Linked DNA regions of Nomascus leucogenys: region 2 is linked to region 1. The links are chromatin contacts, called in public Hi-C maps. All regions are on one chromosome and are shown on one strand. Each heading gives the region's core, a stretch centred on a gene start, on an enhancer-like site or on the middle of the called end of the contact. The rest is flanking DNA. Distances are from core to core; before and after follow the strand shown. Region 1 has its middle 13 kb from the start of LGALS3BP. Region 2 overlaps TIMP2 (metalloproteinase inhibitor 2).

Region 1 (7,647 bases), core at 2,887-5,386:
TGCACGTTGCTCTTTTGAAAAACTTGGGCCAGGTGCGGTGGCTCACGCCTATAATCCCAGCACTTTGGGAGGCTGAGAAGGGCAGATCACTTGAGGTCAGGAGTTTGAGACCAGACTACTAGCCAACACGGTGAAACCATTCTCTACTAAAAATACAAAAATTAGCCAGGCGTAGTGGTGGGTGCCTCTAATCTCAGCTACTTGGGAGGCTGAGGTGGGAGAACTGCTTGAACCCAGGAGGCAGAGCTTGCAGTGAGTCAAGATCGCGCCACTGCATTCCAGCCTGGGTGACAGAGCGAGACTCCATCTTAAAACAAACAACAACAACAAAAAAAAAACACTTGATACTGTATCATGAAGATCTTTTATGTCAGTACATATGGCGGCCATAAAATCCTTCTGAGTAGCTCTACAATATTCCACTCTCCGGATGCCCGGAATGAACTTAGCTGTTCCTCAATGCATGGAATCTCCTTCTGCCTTTGTGAAGCCTGCCTCCATGTGAGCTGCAAGGCCCAGGTCGCTGCTCTCAAGTGGCCTCGCGGGGTTTTGAGCCTGGAGCAGGGCTCTCAGTAAGGCAGGAGTGGTTCAAATGCTTGCTGTGGGTGGTGACAGCAGCCACAGCCAGAACCCAGTGTCTCCTGAGGGCGGTGAGCAAGTCTGTGTCAATTCCAGCCAGATTATTCCGGGTTCAGAGTTCCTCAGCTTCCTGGTTATGGCCAATTACAAATGGTCATAAATTCTTCACAGCGACCCTCATCAGGAGGTAGAGTTTATTTTCCACCTTTGGATTGATGCTGGCCTTGTGATGCGTGTCCAAGCCTGGACCTCAAGAAGCCTTGCATGTTAGGCTGGGCGTGGTGGGTCACGCTTCTAATCCCAGCACTTCAGGAGGCCAAGGCGGGCATATTGCTTGAGCTCAGGAGTTCAAGACCAGCCCGGGCAACATAGCGAGACCTGGTCTCTACAGAAAATTTTAAAATTAGCCAGGTGTGGTGGTGGGTGCCTGTAGTCCCAGCTACTCAGGAGGCTGAGGCAGGAGAATGGCGTGAACCTGGGAGGAGGAGCTTGCAGTGAGCTGAGATCGCACCACTGCACTCCAGGCTGGACAACAGAGCGAGATTCGGTCTCAAAAAAAAAAAAAAAAAAAAAAAATTAGTACAAGGCCGGGCACAGTGGCTCACACTTGTAATCCCAGCACTGTGGGAGCCTGAGGCGGGTGGATCACCTGAGGTCAGGAGTTTGAGACCAGCCTGGCCAACATGGTAAAACCCCGCCTACTAAAAATACAAAAATTAGCTGGGCGTGGTGGTGCACACCTGTAATCCCAGCTACTTGGGAGGCTGAGGCAGGAGAATCCCTTGAACCCAGGAGGCAGAGGTTGCTGTGAGGCAAGATCCTGCCACTGCACTCCAGCCTGGGAAACAAGAGCAAAATTCTGTCTCAAAAAAAAAAAAAAAGTTCATAGGAGCTTTACTCAAAATAACAACAACAACAACGACAACAAAAACCACCCTCTGAAAACAACCCAAATGCCCATCCCCTGTAGACTGGGTTGATAACCTGTGGCATAGTCACGTAACGGGGTTCACTTCAGCTACAAAGAACAACGTGCGTGAATCTCATAGGCATTGTATGGAAGACAAAAAGGCTGACACCACACTAGGGATTGGGTACTTAGGTACGATTCCATTTACATGAACTTCAAGAGCAGGAACAACTACTCTGTGTGGACAGAAATCAGATTTAGTGGTTACATGGTGGAGGTTCTGACCTACAGAACCTGCTGGGGTGAGGGAAAGTTTCGGTATCTCTATCCGAGGGGTGGTGCCAGCAGTGTTTACATGTAACACAACAATTAACCAAGCTCTACACTTCCCACATGTGTGTGTGTAATATACCAATAAAATGGTTTTTAAAAATCTCACTGGCAGGCAGGGTGCCATGGCTCACACCTGTAAACCCAGCACTTTGGGAGGCCCATGCGGGAGGATTGCTTGAGCTGAGGCATTTGAGATCAGCCTGGGCAAAATAGCAAGACCCCATCTCTAGAAAAACTCAAAAATTAGCTGGGCATGGTGGCATATACCTGTGGTCCCAGCTACTCAGGAGGCTGAGGTGGGAGGATCGCTTGAGCCCAGGAGGTCAAGGCAGCAGTGAACTATGATCACGCCATTGCACTCCAGCCTGGGTGACAGAGTGAGACACTGTCTCAAAAAAATAAAAATAAAGAGGAGCTCAGTCTCGGGAAAGACGATGGGAAAAGTTTTGTCCTTTTCTGCTACCTTCTTCTTGCTGCCTGAAAGGCAGAAGTGATGGCTGGAATCTCAGCAGCCATTGTAGATCATGAGGGTAGCCTTGAGGGTGGCAGGCATACAATAGTGGTGTACAGATGGAAGAAGTCTACCTCCAGAAAGGGTGCCTTCTCCCTTTTATGTGTCAGAAACTAAAGAAAAATGTCATACAGAGTCCCTGCTATGTTGGGCTTTCATGATAGGAAGCTGAAGCTAAAAATACCTAGTACAGGTGCATGCATGAGAGATTCTGGCTTTGTGCACTAGCTTGAGCAGCTGGGAGCAGTGCTAATTATCTTCTCAATTGCTTGACTGAAAACTGGAGTCACGGATGGCCTGTGAATTCCTCAGTGTGTTGTAGAGAAAAGAATCCAAGGCACCGAGGAGCCAGGAGCCCTGGAGTGTGTGCCATGTGCAGTCAATTGCTGGCCTCGACTCTGGACAGACCCAGGAAGCCCTCCTCCCCCAAAGCCTGCCCAGGGAAATGTGCAGGGAAGGAGGAACCAGTCTCCTAGAAAATTCCCTGCGGCTGCTCTGTGTAGGTCAGAGAGGCCCTCTGGAGATGCTGCGATTGAAATGCTTCCTGATGGCCATAAGGAGGAGGTGCACAGGACCAAAACAGGCAGGCAGCTTGCTACAGCTCACATGATCTGTAGCGTTAGAAAAGCTCAAGATCCGGGATGGGCGTGGTGGCTCACGCCTGTAATCCCAAACACTCTGGGAGGCTGAGGCGGGCAGATCACCTGAGGTCGGGAGTTCAAAACCAGCCTGGTCAACACGGTGAAACACCATCTCTACTAAAAATACAAAAAATTAGCCGGGCGTGGTGGTGCGTGCCGGTAGTCCCAGCTACTCGGGAAGCTGAGGCAGGAGAGTCGCTTGAATCCAGGAGGTGGAGGTTCCAGTGAGCCGAGACTGTACCACTGCACTCCAGCCTGGGAGACAGTGAGACTCTGTCACAAAAAAAAAAAAAAAAAGAAAGAAAGAAAGAAAGAAAGAAAGAAAAGCTCCAGATCTGGTGAACAGAGGCACCTTGCGCCATCATGATAGAGTCCTAGCATCTCGCCCATTTCCTGGATCACCCAGAGCCCCTTGGAAGGAAGGGTGGTCAAATCTCTTACAGAAAGGACCCTGTAATAAAATGACAAGGACTTACAGTACCAAGAATCTGCTTCCTGGCCTTCCCCAAAGAGGCTCTTGGCCATTAACCCGGTGACTGAGCTGGATCCAGGGCAGGGATTCGGCGGCTGTCCTGAGGACTTGGTGAGTAGCTTCTCGTGAGTTACGCCAGATGACGACGGCGCTGCCACTGTTTCAGATGTGGCTGATTGGGGTAAATGAGCACACCCTGCACGTGGATGCAGCAGTTGCTGACGGCAGCTCCCTCCCCCTCTCCCTATCTTGGTCTGTCTCACTCTCCTGCGTCCACACACACACATGCGTGCACACACACGTGTCCTGCCTCAGGAGTACACCTGCTGTCTTATTCTGTCTGCTTCCTGCCAACTCATCATGCTACAGTCGTCACACTGGACCAAAGTGAACCCCGGTGGGTGCCCTATGTGTGCGCCCCTTCGTCCCTTAGAAATGGCCCCAATCTTGGCTAGATCTCTGTGGACTTTTTGAGGGGACACATGCCTTACTTGGGGAGTGGCTCCTGCCTCTTTACTAGAGACCCAAGTCTGGTGTCAGAGCATGAGGCCACCGACTGCTGGTGCAGCTGCCTTGCCCGTGACCTTAAGATCCGCTAGGCCAGGATGTGGGGCTTGAGATGCAAGAAGCTATGCTGATGGGCGTGAGGGGCCTGCGGCAGGCCCGCTGGGAGGACCACCCAGGAGCATCCAGCGGTTTGGAGCTGAGCAGGGCCCTCTTTGGCAGGGAGATTCACTCCTTCCAGCACAACCAGCTTTGGCCCAAACATTCGAGCATGGGTCATGAGCTGCCCTCCATGAGCTGGAAGGACACAGGTGGATGTGGCCCTCAGGAACGTGGGCAGTCCCTGGAGACATGGGTGATTTGCATCTGTGCCAAGGCCACCCCACCCTCCACCCAGGGCACCTGGGGCCTCCCCTGGGGCCTGATGGGGCATTCCCTAATACCCGTGAGGGAGGTGGGAGAAACGCAAGCCTGTTTCAGATTGCACTGCAGGCTAATTCCAGGTGGGAGTGGCCTGTTGCCTGGCAGAAAGGGGACCTCGCTTTGGGCAGAACCCTGAGTGGCCAATCTCAGTTTCCGTGTAGATGGAGGGAAGCCGGCCTGGGCCATGTGACCTGTGGAAGCAGCTCAGGGTTTGATGAGAGACGCCAGGGCTGGAGGGAGGAGGATGGAAGAAGGAGTAGCCGTGGGCTTTGGGAAGAGGGCAGGGACCGGCGTCTTGGGATGGCCACAGAGATGAGGATGCTCCTGTCCCCTGAAAGGCCCCACTGCAGTCCCATGCTGGGGTGCCTAACCCGGGGTGTGGGGACAGGTGTCACAGAATGTCACTCTGCACCTCTACAGCCTCCAGGGCCTGCTCTGCTGAGAGGTGGCCTGTGGGGAGGGAGGCTTTGCACGGGCTCACCACTGCCGTGTCACCAAGGCTGATGGGAGCAGACCTGGTGCTCCTGGGCCCTCGCTCAGCACCTCAATGCCCATGGGGAGCTCCAGCTCCCTGAAGGCCATGGCTTTCAGCTGACCCCTTCCATCGGAGGAGGCAGCTGCTTGCTCCCCAGGAATCGACACTTATTCTAGATCTGAATGCCCCCATCCTATACGGCCCTCAGTGCCACCAGCCCTTCACTGACTCAACACGTTTCCCGCCCTGTTGGCCACCCACAGACATGCAGGTGACTCAGGAGCTGCAGTCAGGCCACGGGCTCATGGTCACGTGTCACCTACCACACATTCAAGGGCTCACGAAACGGGAAGGCTGGGATGAAACCTCAGCCTCAGGAGGTCAGTGAAGGGAAAAATGCAAGAGCCTGGCTTTGCGGACGTGCTGGGTGGCAGATGAGACAGCCTCGGAAGTCCCTGCCTCCAGATCCCCTAAATCATCCTTTCCTCCCTCCCTGTAGATAAGAAAATGCTGCCCTCCACCTGTGGACGCACCAGCTCAAGGAGCCCATCTGCAGTTCTCCTTGTTCAGAATGCACAGATGTGAGCCATGGGGCCCTGAGCAGGGCACCCATCACCTAGTGCAAAGGTTCTGCTTCTAGTCCCTGAAACCTGGGTTCTGGTTTGTTTGTTTGTTTTTGAGATGGAGTCTTGCTCTGTCACCAGGCTGGAGTGCAGTGGCGTGATCTCGGCTCACTGCAACCTCCACCTCCCGGGTCCAAGCAATTCTCCTGCCTCAGCCTCTTGACTAGCTGGGATTACAGGTGCGTGTCATCACGCCCAGCTAATTTTTGTATTGGGGGGTTTTCACCATGTTGGCCAGGATGGTCTCGATCTCTTGACCTTGTGATCTGTCCTCCTTGGCCTCCCAAAGTGCTGGGATTACAGGTGTGAGCCACCGCACCCAGCCGACATGGGGGTTTTACACCCAAGAGAGGAATGTTTCCACCACGAGACATCTCCACGTTCCTTCGAATAGGCAGTGAAGGTGGGGATTCGCCTCTGGGGCCACGGCGCCTGTGGGTGAACAGGTGAAGAAGGGAGGAGCGTTTTGGAGGCTGGGATGGTCGGTCCTGACTGTCCCGGGGGAACAGGGCTGCCGCTCAAAACTGCAAGCAGCATAGAAGAACTCAACTGACTTCTCAAACTCCTGCATCTCCCAGCTCCACAGGACTACAGCCTCCCTTGCAGGCAGGACCCACGGGGCTCAGAGTTCCCTGGAAGGAAGACTCCAGTTACCTTCCCTGACCCTGAGATGCCAGGGAGCACGGAGCGGGAGAGAAGAGAGCTGCTGGGTCTTGGGACTGACTTGAGAAATCAAGGCTGTGATTCTGGTCTTCGCCTTGTCTGCCACGCCTCTACCCTGACATCGCTTTTCCTTCTTCTTCCTGATCTCACTGTGGTTTGTCCCCAACAGTGGTCTTGGCGGTGGTCCATGGTGCAATGTGGCCCCTCGGTTGCTAAAATGTCAATAGGATCAAAATAAAGGTGGAGGAGATAGGCCAGGCAGAGTGGCTCATCCCTGCAATCCCAGAACTCTGGGAGGCTGAGGCGAGCAAATTGCTTGAGCCCAGGAGTTCGAGACCAGCCTGGGCAACATGGCAAAACCCCGACTCTACTAAAAATACAAAAAAAGAAAAAAAAAATTAGCCACGCCTGCTGGCGCACATCTATAGTCCCAAGTACTTTGTAGTCCCAGAGGCTGAGGCAGGAGAGTCACTTGAGCCCAGGAGGCAGAGTTTGCAGTGAGCCAAGATCGAGCCACTGCGCTCCAGCCTGGGTGACAGAGTAAGACCCTGTCTCAAAACAAACAAAAAACATATGGAGGAGGAGGGGATGTCCTGCCAGGATGGTGGACCTGGGCTGGACGCAGGATCTGGAGGTGGGGGGTCAGGGGAGCAGGGGCCTCCCTCCAGTACAGGGAGCAGCGGCCTTCGAAGGCAGGTTTTGTGAGCCTGCTTTTGTTCCTTGCAGCACCCGTGGGGAGAGGGTGGGTGGGGCGTCTGCCGCTGTCTTGGCTGTTCAGCACCTGAACGTCCCTCCCATTAGGGAAGCCCCTGTGCTGCCCCCTGTTCCAGAGGCCACACTCTTGTCCTCCCAGACCGTGGCACGGCGGCAGGTGCCAGCCTGAGCTCGGCCCAGCAGGTGCCTCCCTGGGGACTCTGTGCCTGCAACGGGCCACGGAGAAGCAGGGGCAGTTTTGAATTCCTGTTGGTGGTGAGCGACGTTCTGTGCCCAGAACCTGCTGTGGCATTGTCACAGATGTCCCGCCAGCATCCAGTGGGTCCCCCAGCCTCCCCTGAGACTCTGTGGTTCCCAGGATCTTCCAGCGCACCTCTCCCCACCTCACTCAGCCCAAGGGAGGTGTCTTTTTTTTTTGGAGACGGAGTCTCGCTCTGTCGTCCAGGCTGGAGTGCAGTGGCGCGACCTCGGCTCACTGCAAGCTCCGCCTCCCGGGTTCACGCCATTCTCCTGCCTCAGCCTCCTCGAGTAGCTGGGACTACAGGCGCCCGCCACCGCGCCCGGCTAATTTTTTATATTTTTAATAGAGACGGGGTTTCACCATGTTAGCCAGGATGGTCTTGATCTCCTGACCTCGTGATCCGCCCGTCTCGGCCTCCCAAAGTGCTGGGATTACAGGCGTGAGCCACCGCGCCCGGCCGGGAGGTGTCTTTTATTTGTAGTCAAGCACCTGTTGGTGGGTATTGATGCTGTTTCCAATTTTTCACTCTTACAAGGCTGACATGAGAATCTCTGTCCC
Region 2 (7,647 bases), core at 2,544-5,043, 110 kb before region 1:
TCCTGGGCACAAACAATCTACCCGCCTCGGCCTCCCAAAATGCTGGGATGTCAGAAGTGAGCCACCGCACCTGGTCTGCATCCCACATTTGACTCAGAGCTCCCTGGCCTTGTTTCTCTGGAGGACACAGGGCGCCCCCTCCCACCGGACGGGAGAGGCTCCTTGCAGAGGCTGATTGCCATTCTTGAGCTAGGAAGTGGCCGTTCTGAACATCGGATACAGCCACACGGAGAGAGCCCATGTTCTCTTTGATAATACTGTTTATTGTCCACGGACCGAGCGATTGCTCGAGAATGATACAAAGCATCAGAGACATGCGCAGTCTGCTTGTCAACGTTCAACAACTCTTGTGTGTTTCCAGCACCGGAAGGTCTCAGACTTCATATTCCAGCATAAACACAGTGCTCCCCTCCCCCAAAAATCCAAACGAAAACAAAATCAACAGAGCTTTAAATTACGGCAGCAAGTCCAATATTTCATAATGCTTATCAAGCAAAGATTTGAAAATAACTACAATGTAAACTTTATTTTAAATATTTTGAGTTGCTTGCAGGATGAAAATAGGAGAAGAGAGCTGTGCTTAGAACATAACATATAAATTAAACGATGCCAAATGGAGAGCCTTCTTAAACTATATATATATTGCCATTATTTACTGTGAAGGTATTTGAGCGGCTTCCTCTCTCAGTTGCCACCCAGCTCTTCTTAACCTGTTTTGTTTTCTGCTCAGCATGGTTAAAAGACCAATGTGTGTGGATCGAATATAAAGGCCACACCTTTCAGACCGAACCTACTCAAAGATCCTTTACTTTGTAATAATTTGAACTGGAGAACCAAAGACGGGAGACGAATGAAAGCAAAGATGCCCAAAGAACCAAGGAAAGACCTGAAGGAATCCACCTGCGTAGGCCACGCGTTCCACTCTGGGTCAAATGCTTCCACGATGCAGAAACCTTATTTTAAAAAAGTGCAAGTCTAACACCTACCAAGGGTAATAAAAAACACAGCACAGGAATGATTACAGCTGATGTCAAAAACAAACCAAAACATTAAAAAAACAATCAGCAGAAACAGGAGTAAATGTTACATATGATATCACCATACAGGAAGCGAACGGGGGTGGGGTGTTATATGGGTTGGAGGGGTCTGGTGGAGTTGTATATACTGAAATCACATGGACTGGTCCATTATGACATCTTACCAACTTTAGATCACTGTACAGCATGAAAATGCCCGTGGGGCAGGGGCCGATTCCTGGATACCCTCCCAGTCTGCCCTAGAAAGGGAAGTCATCAAGATCTGTGCTGACCAGGTCCCGGTGGGCATGGGGGCTGCAGGCCACTCGGGGGTCAGGAGTCTTAACAGGTGCTTTGGGGTTGCCGCTGAATAGAACAGGCTAAGGTGGCTTTGGAAGCATTTTGCAGGACCAGTCCCAGGCCGCCAAGCTTCGGTTTCATTGCGTGTGTATGTTTACATAATGTGCCTGTATATCGTCAGTTTATTTTACAACACAGGTGGGAGGAAACATCACCATTACCGAGAAAGTTCTTCCTATCCTAACCCCCACATCACTGTCTTCGGGAAACCACGTTGAGGGAATACACAGGTTCCCTTGTTCCCTAGGAAGTTTCTTAGCTAGGCAATCTTTGTCATTTAAGAAATACAAGCAGAAGTTGGTATATCTGCAACTCAGGTTCACCTATCATCTGAGAATTCATCTTTAGAAAAATAAGATGTCTCTTAAAACAGGCCAAAGTGTCCTGGAGGCTCAGAAAGAAGTGAGTGTGTCACCAAAGCCACCTACCTCCAAAATCCTTCCCTTCCTAGGCTGGACTTCTTACTACGCTTAGCTGGCGTCACGTGCAGAAAGCCCCATGCAGAACGATGGCTGTCAGTCTTTGAGGGAGGGAACACTAAGCCTGGGAGGGCTCAGGAAGACCCAGCTCTTTCTGTCCTCAGGATGTGCAGATGGGGAGCCCAGCCAGGCCCTGCACACAAGCCTGGATAAAGCAAAGCCATGCAACTCAATCCAGGTGCCTGATGCCAGAACAGGCAAGAAGCAATGGCAACCGCAGCAGCTCAGGAAGGGACCTTGAGGGCAGCCACCGGCCCCAGACAGCAGCCTCAGGACAGGACCTCACCGATTCCCCCTGCAAGCTGGGGAGCAGGTGGGCGGGGGGTGCAGGAGACTAAAAAGACTCAGCCGAGGCTGGAACGCAGCTCAGCTGGGGTTTCTCGCTCCCATTTCTACAAGGCTCAGAGGGAGGTTCCCACTGGAATTCTGAGGATTAATAGGATTGATGGGGCCCCTTCAAGAACGAGCCACTGGTTCCAGGCTGCCCCTGGATGTGGGGGGAGTCAGGTGCTGGGAGCTCATGGTGGGCACTGGGGCGATGGGGGCACTTGCCAGGGGCAGGGAGTGCTACACTAGGGCCAGAGGCGTGGAAGCTGCAGAAACCAAGGGCCATGCCCCTCTCAAGATGAAAGGGACCTGGTAGGCCTGCTACACAGTCTTGCAATGACCCTCAAAAGTTTCTGCAAAATGCACATTTCCAGGCCCTGCCTTAACCCAGCTGGGAGATCCCTAAGTGCTGCCTGCTCGGCATCTGTGACGGTGCCAAGGCAGGGACTGGGAGGGAAGCCGCGTGTCCCAGCCCTGCCTGCACCCAAGGATCAAAGCCCCAGACACATAGTGCCTGGCAGAGGGCGGATGGGATGAGGACCTTGGACCCACATCTCCCTCCAGACCCACAACCATGTCTAAAAGGAGAAGGGGGGAGCAGAATCGTATTAATGTGGACCCATGGGATGAGTGTTTTATTCATGCTGTTTCCAGGAAGGGATGTCAGAGCTGGACCAGTCGAAACCCTTGGAGGCTTTTTTTGCAGTTGGCCACAGGGGTGTTGTAGGCCTGCTTATGGGTCCTCGATGTCGAGAAACTCCTGCTTGGGGGGTGCCGCGCCGCGGTACCACGCACAGGAGCCGTCGCTTCTCTTGATGCAGGCGAAGAACTTGGCCTGGTGCCCGTTGATGTTCTTCTCTGTGACCCAGTCCATCCAGAGGCACTCGTCCGGGGAGGAGATGTAGCACGGGATCATGGGGCAGCGTGTGATCTGGGGAGGGGCACACGGAGGGGGACGGAGTCAGGGACCCAGGAAGGGGTGGGCGGAGGCTGCTCTGAGGGCATGTCCAGAACCTGGCAATGTGCCTACCTGCGGTGTGCAGGGATGGCAGCCTCTCCCGAGACCCACAACTCCTGCAGGGGCTGGCCCGCGAGGGGGTCTTACCTGCAGGGAAGCTGTGCCCCGCCCACCACTGCCCCCCCTCCTACTGCAGGTGTGCTTCCCTTTGGGCCATCTTCTACCTTCCTGAGCAGGAGAGAATGGCCTCAGCTTGGCCCTGCCCTCTGGGGGACACAGCAACAATAATAAAAGGGCCTGGGTTTCCTGGAGACAGATTCCAGCCCAGTGAAAAGGCTGGGAATTGCACAAGCTGAGCCCTGAGGTCATCGGCAACTAGCAATTTGGCCAAGGAACCCTAGGCTACAAGAGGATGACCGCCTTCACCACCATGGAAAGGAAAAGGAAGAACTTGCTTTTCATTTCATGCCACAGAGGAGTTTCGCTTAACATACGTGTGGCTGGAGACTATGAGTTCAGAGTTCCTGTTTTGAACATGCCGAGAAGGGGCTGGCGGCCGTCAGGAGGGAGGGCAGCCCCAGGCAGCTCCCCAGGGAAGGCCAATCCCCACAGCCTCGCCAGAGTGTCCTGGTCCCAGACTCACTGGGAGTGACCCAGGGTGGGAGGTGCCCAGCACTCGGCAATGCTTCCTGCGGGGAGGGTGGGGATAGGGTGCTAGGAGCCCACAGGGTAAGAGCCAGCCTGGGAGCCCTGGAGGCGGCGATCTCACCTTCCACAGCCACATCTAAGCGCTGTGCTGCTCCAGCTGTGCCTGGCACAACCTCCGGGCTCATTGTAAGAGGAGCAGGTGTTCAGGTGTTCTCAACACACAGACCCCACGTAGACACCGACCCAGGTGTGAAAATGTCGGGAATGCTGGGAAAAGCGTAAGGCCTGCAGTGCCTTCTCATAAGCCACACAAGCGTTTGCACTTGCACATTTGTAGAAAATTATCCATGGGACCATATTCTCTCTCCCCATACAGCTCCTTTTTCTGGAAGCTACAGGTAACAGAGCTGAATTCATGCTCTTACTCTCAAATCTTCTAGCCTTCCAGACATCCCCCTCTTTTTTTGGGGGGACAGAGTCTCACTCTGTCAACCCAGGCTGGGGTGCAGTGGTGTGATCTCAACTCACTGCAACCTCGACCTCCCACATTCAAGCAATTCTTAAGCCTCATCCTCCCAAGTTGCTGGGATCACAGGCGTGCGCCACCTTACCCGGCTAATTTTTGTATTTTTGTAGAGGCAGGGTTTCGCCATGTTGGTGAGGCTGATTTCCAACTCCCGACCTCAAGTGACCTGCAGCGCCCGGCCTCCAGACATCCCTTGACAGAGGGGTGCCTCAGGGCTCTCCAGGGACCAGGGGCTCTGTCCCCAGCCAGACAGCCTTACTCTTGGGATGACTCTACCTTCCCAGAGCCTGGTCTTAAATCAGGAGCCGGGGATTAACAGGCCCTGGAAAGCCAAGGATCAAAACCCCTGCTGTCCATCTGGAGACGGTCGGAGGAGGCAATGCTCCAGCAGACACGGGACCTGCTTACCTTGCACTCGCAGCCCATCTGGTACCTGTGGTTCAGGCTCTTCTTCTGGGTGGTGCTCAGGGTGTCCCAGGGCACGATGAAGTCACAGAGGGTGATGTGCATCTTGCCATCCCCCTCGGCCTTTCCTGCGGAAAGATGGGGATCACCAAGCTCAGGGAGAGGGACAAGTCCTCCTCCTGCCCAACTCCTCCACCCGGCGCAGGGGCACTGGGATTTCGTTTTAACAATCCTGTGCATTGTCTATTCTGAGTTTAACATAATGGGTGGCCAGGCGCGGTGGCTCACTCCTGTAATCCCAGCACTTTGGGAGGCTGAGGCGGGTGGATCTCTTGAGGCCAGGAGTTCAAGACCAGCCTGGCCAATGTGATGAAACCCCCTCTCTACTAAAACACAAAAAATTAGCCGGGTGTGGTGGCACACGCCGGTAATCCCAGCTACTTGGGAGGCTGAGGCAGGAGAATCGCTCTTGAACCCCAGAGGCGGAAGTTGCAGTGAGCCGAGATCGCGCCACTGAACTCCAGCCTGGGTGACACAGCGAGAGTCCGTCTCAAAAAAATAAAAAGTGGGAAAAAAAAAAGCCATAATGCATGTTCACTGATAGACAAGAAAAAACTTCCCGGCCGGGCGCGGCGGCTCACGCCTGTAATCCCAGCACTTTGGGAGGCTGAGGCGGGTGGATCACGAGGTCAGGAGATGGACACCATCCTGGTTAACACGGTGAAACCCCGTCTCTACTAAAAATACAAAAAATTAGCCGGGCATGGTGGTGGGTGCCTGTAGTCCCAGCTACTCGGGAGGCTGAGGCAGAATGGCGTGAACCCGGGAGGCAGAGGTTGCAGTGAGCCGAGATCATGCCACTGCACTCCAGCCTGGGCGACAGAGTGAGACTCCATCTAAAAAAAAAAAAAAAAAAAAAAAAGAAAAAGAAAAGAAAAATCTTCCCTACTTTACCCACAGCTAATATTTTGATGTATTTCCTTCCAATATTCCACTATTGGTTTTGAGACAGTCTTGCTCTGTTGCTCAGGCCAGAGTACAATGGTATGATCATAGCTCACTGCAGCCTTGACCTCCCAAGCTCAAGTGATCCTCCCGTCTCAGTCTCCTGAATAGCTGGGACTATAGGTGTGAACCACCACACCCTGCTAATTTTTTATATTTTTTTTGTAGAAATGGGGTCTTGCTATGTTACTCAGGCTGGTCTTAAACTTCTGCGCTCAAGTAATACCTCCACCTTGGCCTCCCAAAGTGTTAGGATTATAGGCCTGAGCCACCACGCCTGGCCCCAATATTCTTTTAAATTAAATTTTATTCTAAAAAAAGGATAGAGACGATGTTTCACCATGTTGCCCACGCTGGTCTTGAACTGAGCTCAAGTGATCCTGCCACCTTGACTTCCCAAAATGCTGGGATTACAGGTGTGAGCCACTGCGCCCGGCCAATATTCTCTTCTATGTGCATCTTCACGCACAAAATGTCATGCAGTATGTAGATTGTATTGTTTCCTGTTTTGTTTTTCACAAAATATTAATTCACAGTTGTTTCTCCCATTTGAGTTTAAACTTATAATTCTGCATTTTTCCATTATGAAGAGCCAAAGCATGGAATTTTTGAAAATTAGGAATCTGCTCTGAATTCCCTTCATCAGGCGTGATGATCTGTGGCTTCTTTCTGCACTTCGGGCTCCCGACTCAGCTGCCTCCTTCCTTTGCTGAAGATACTACATTGGCAACAGCCTTGGCGTTTTCCAAGTAGGAGGAAAAGAACAAAGGAGTGTGTTCCAGTGGCTCACAGAACCTAGTCACAGCTATGGAAATCATTTAAAAACTCATCCCTCAGGCCAGGTGTGGTGGCTTGTGCCTGTAATCCTAGCACTTTGGGAGGCTGATGTGGGCGGATCACTTGAGGTCAGGAGTTCGAGACCAGCCTGGCCAACATGGTGAAACCCCGTCTCTACTAAAAATACAAAAAGAAATAGCCAGGCGTGGTGATGCATGCCTGTAATCCCAGCTACTCAGGAGACTGAGGCGGGAGGATCGCTTGAACCCGGGCGGGGGGGTGGAGGTTGCAGTGAGCCGAGATTGCAAACTGCACTCCAGCCTGGGCGACAGAGCGAGACTCCATCTCAAAAAAGAAAATAATAAAAAATAAATAAAATAAAAACTAATCTTTCAGGCAGGGCACGGTGGCTCACGGCTGTAATCTCAGCACTTTGGGAGGCTGACGTAGGGACATCACTCGAGGTCAGCAGTTTGCAATCAGTCTGGCCAACATGGTGAAACCCCGTCTCTACTACACATACAAAAATTAGCTGGGCATGGTCATGGGTACCTGTAATCCCAGCTACTCGGGAGGATGAGGCAGGAGAATCGCTTGAACCAGTGGGCAGAGGTTATAGTGAGAAGAGGTCATGCCACTACATTCCAGCCTGGGTGACAAGAGCAAAACTCCATCTCAAATAAATACATAAAATAACAAAATACAAAAAATTAGCCGGGTGTGGTGTCAGGTACCTGTAGTCCCAGCTACTCAGGAGGCTGAGGCAGGAGAATCACTTGAACCCAGGAGGCGGAGGTTGCAGTGAGTCAAGATCAAGCCACTGCACTCCAGCCTGGGTGACAGGGTAAGACTCTGTCTCCAAAACAAAACAAAACAAAACAAAAAAACAAAAAAAACCTCATTCCTCCTGCTAAAACAGCCCCTTGTGAAGAGACACAGGTGTCAGTGATGAGCACCCACGCCTGGCAGAGACTGATGGGCAATTCCTTGAAAAGCAGACAGAGCCTCAGGCTGTGCCCTAAGCACTTTTGTTTGACAAAGTTTCAGCGCGTCTGACTTAATGATCTCAGGCACAGCACCAGCCTCAGAGGATCCACTAATAGAAACAGCCCAGCGAAGGACTAACGCAGCTCACCGACTGCACCC

What was found. Hi-C and Micro-C count contacts between places; a contact is called where the count stands out from the background.
Region 2: a contact with region 1 is called in a Hi-C map of a lymphoblastoid cell line, with 5 times the contacts expected there. The contact joins two enhancer-like sites. A contact is called at or near these places in 3 of 4 Hi-C or Micro-C datasets (a lymphoblastoid cell line and an unstated tissue).

Annotation. Positions count from the first base shown.
Region 1 is chr14:87,730,955-87,738,601 of Asia_NLE_v1, reverse strand. No RefSeq gene overlaps it. Among named protein-coding and RNA genes, the nearest start is that of LGALS3BP, 13 kb to the right of the region's middle. Within about 2 kb of position 4,136, the one cell type or tissue checked has an H3K27ac peak away from gene starts, as active enhancers do. A contact at or near this core is called in a lymphoblastoid cell line, where this site is marked.
Region 2 is chr14:87,841,922-87,849,568 of Asia_NLE_v1, reverse strand. TIMP2 (metalloproteinase inhibitor 2) reads right to left here. Exons shown (of 5, transcript XM_003278431.3): 4 at 4,723-4,847; 5 at 243-3,113. The coding sequence ends at 2,916. Among named protein-coding and RNA genes, the nearest start is that of USP36, 15 kb to the left of the region's middle. Within about 2 kb of position 3,793, the one cell type or tissue checked has an H3K27ac peak away from gene starts, as active enhancers do. A contact at or near this core is called in a lymphoblastoid cell line, where this site is marked.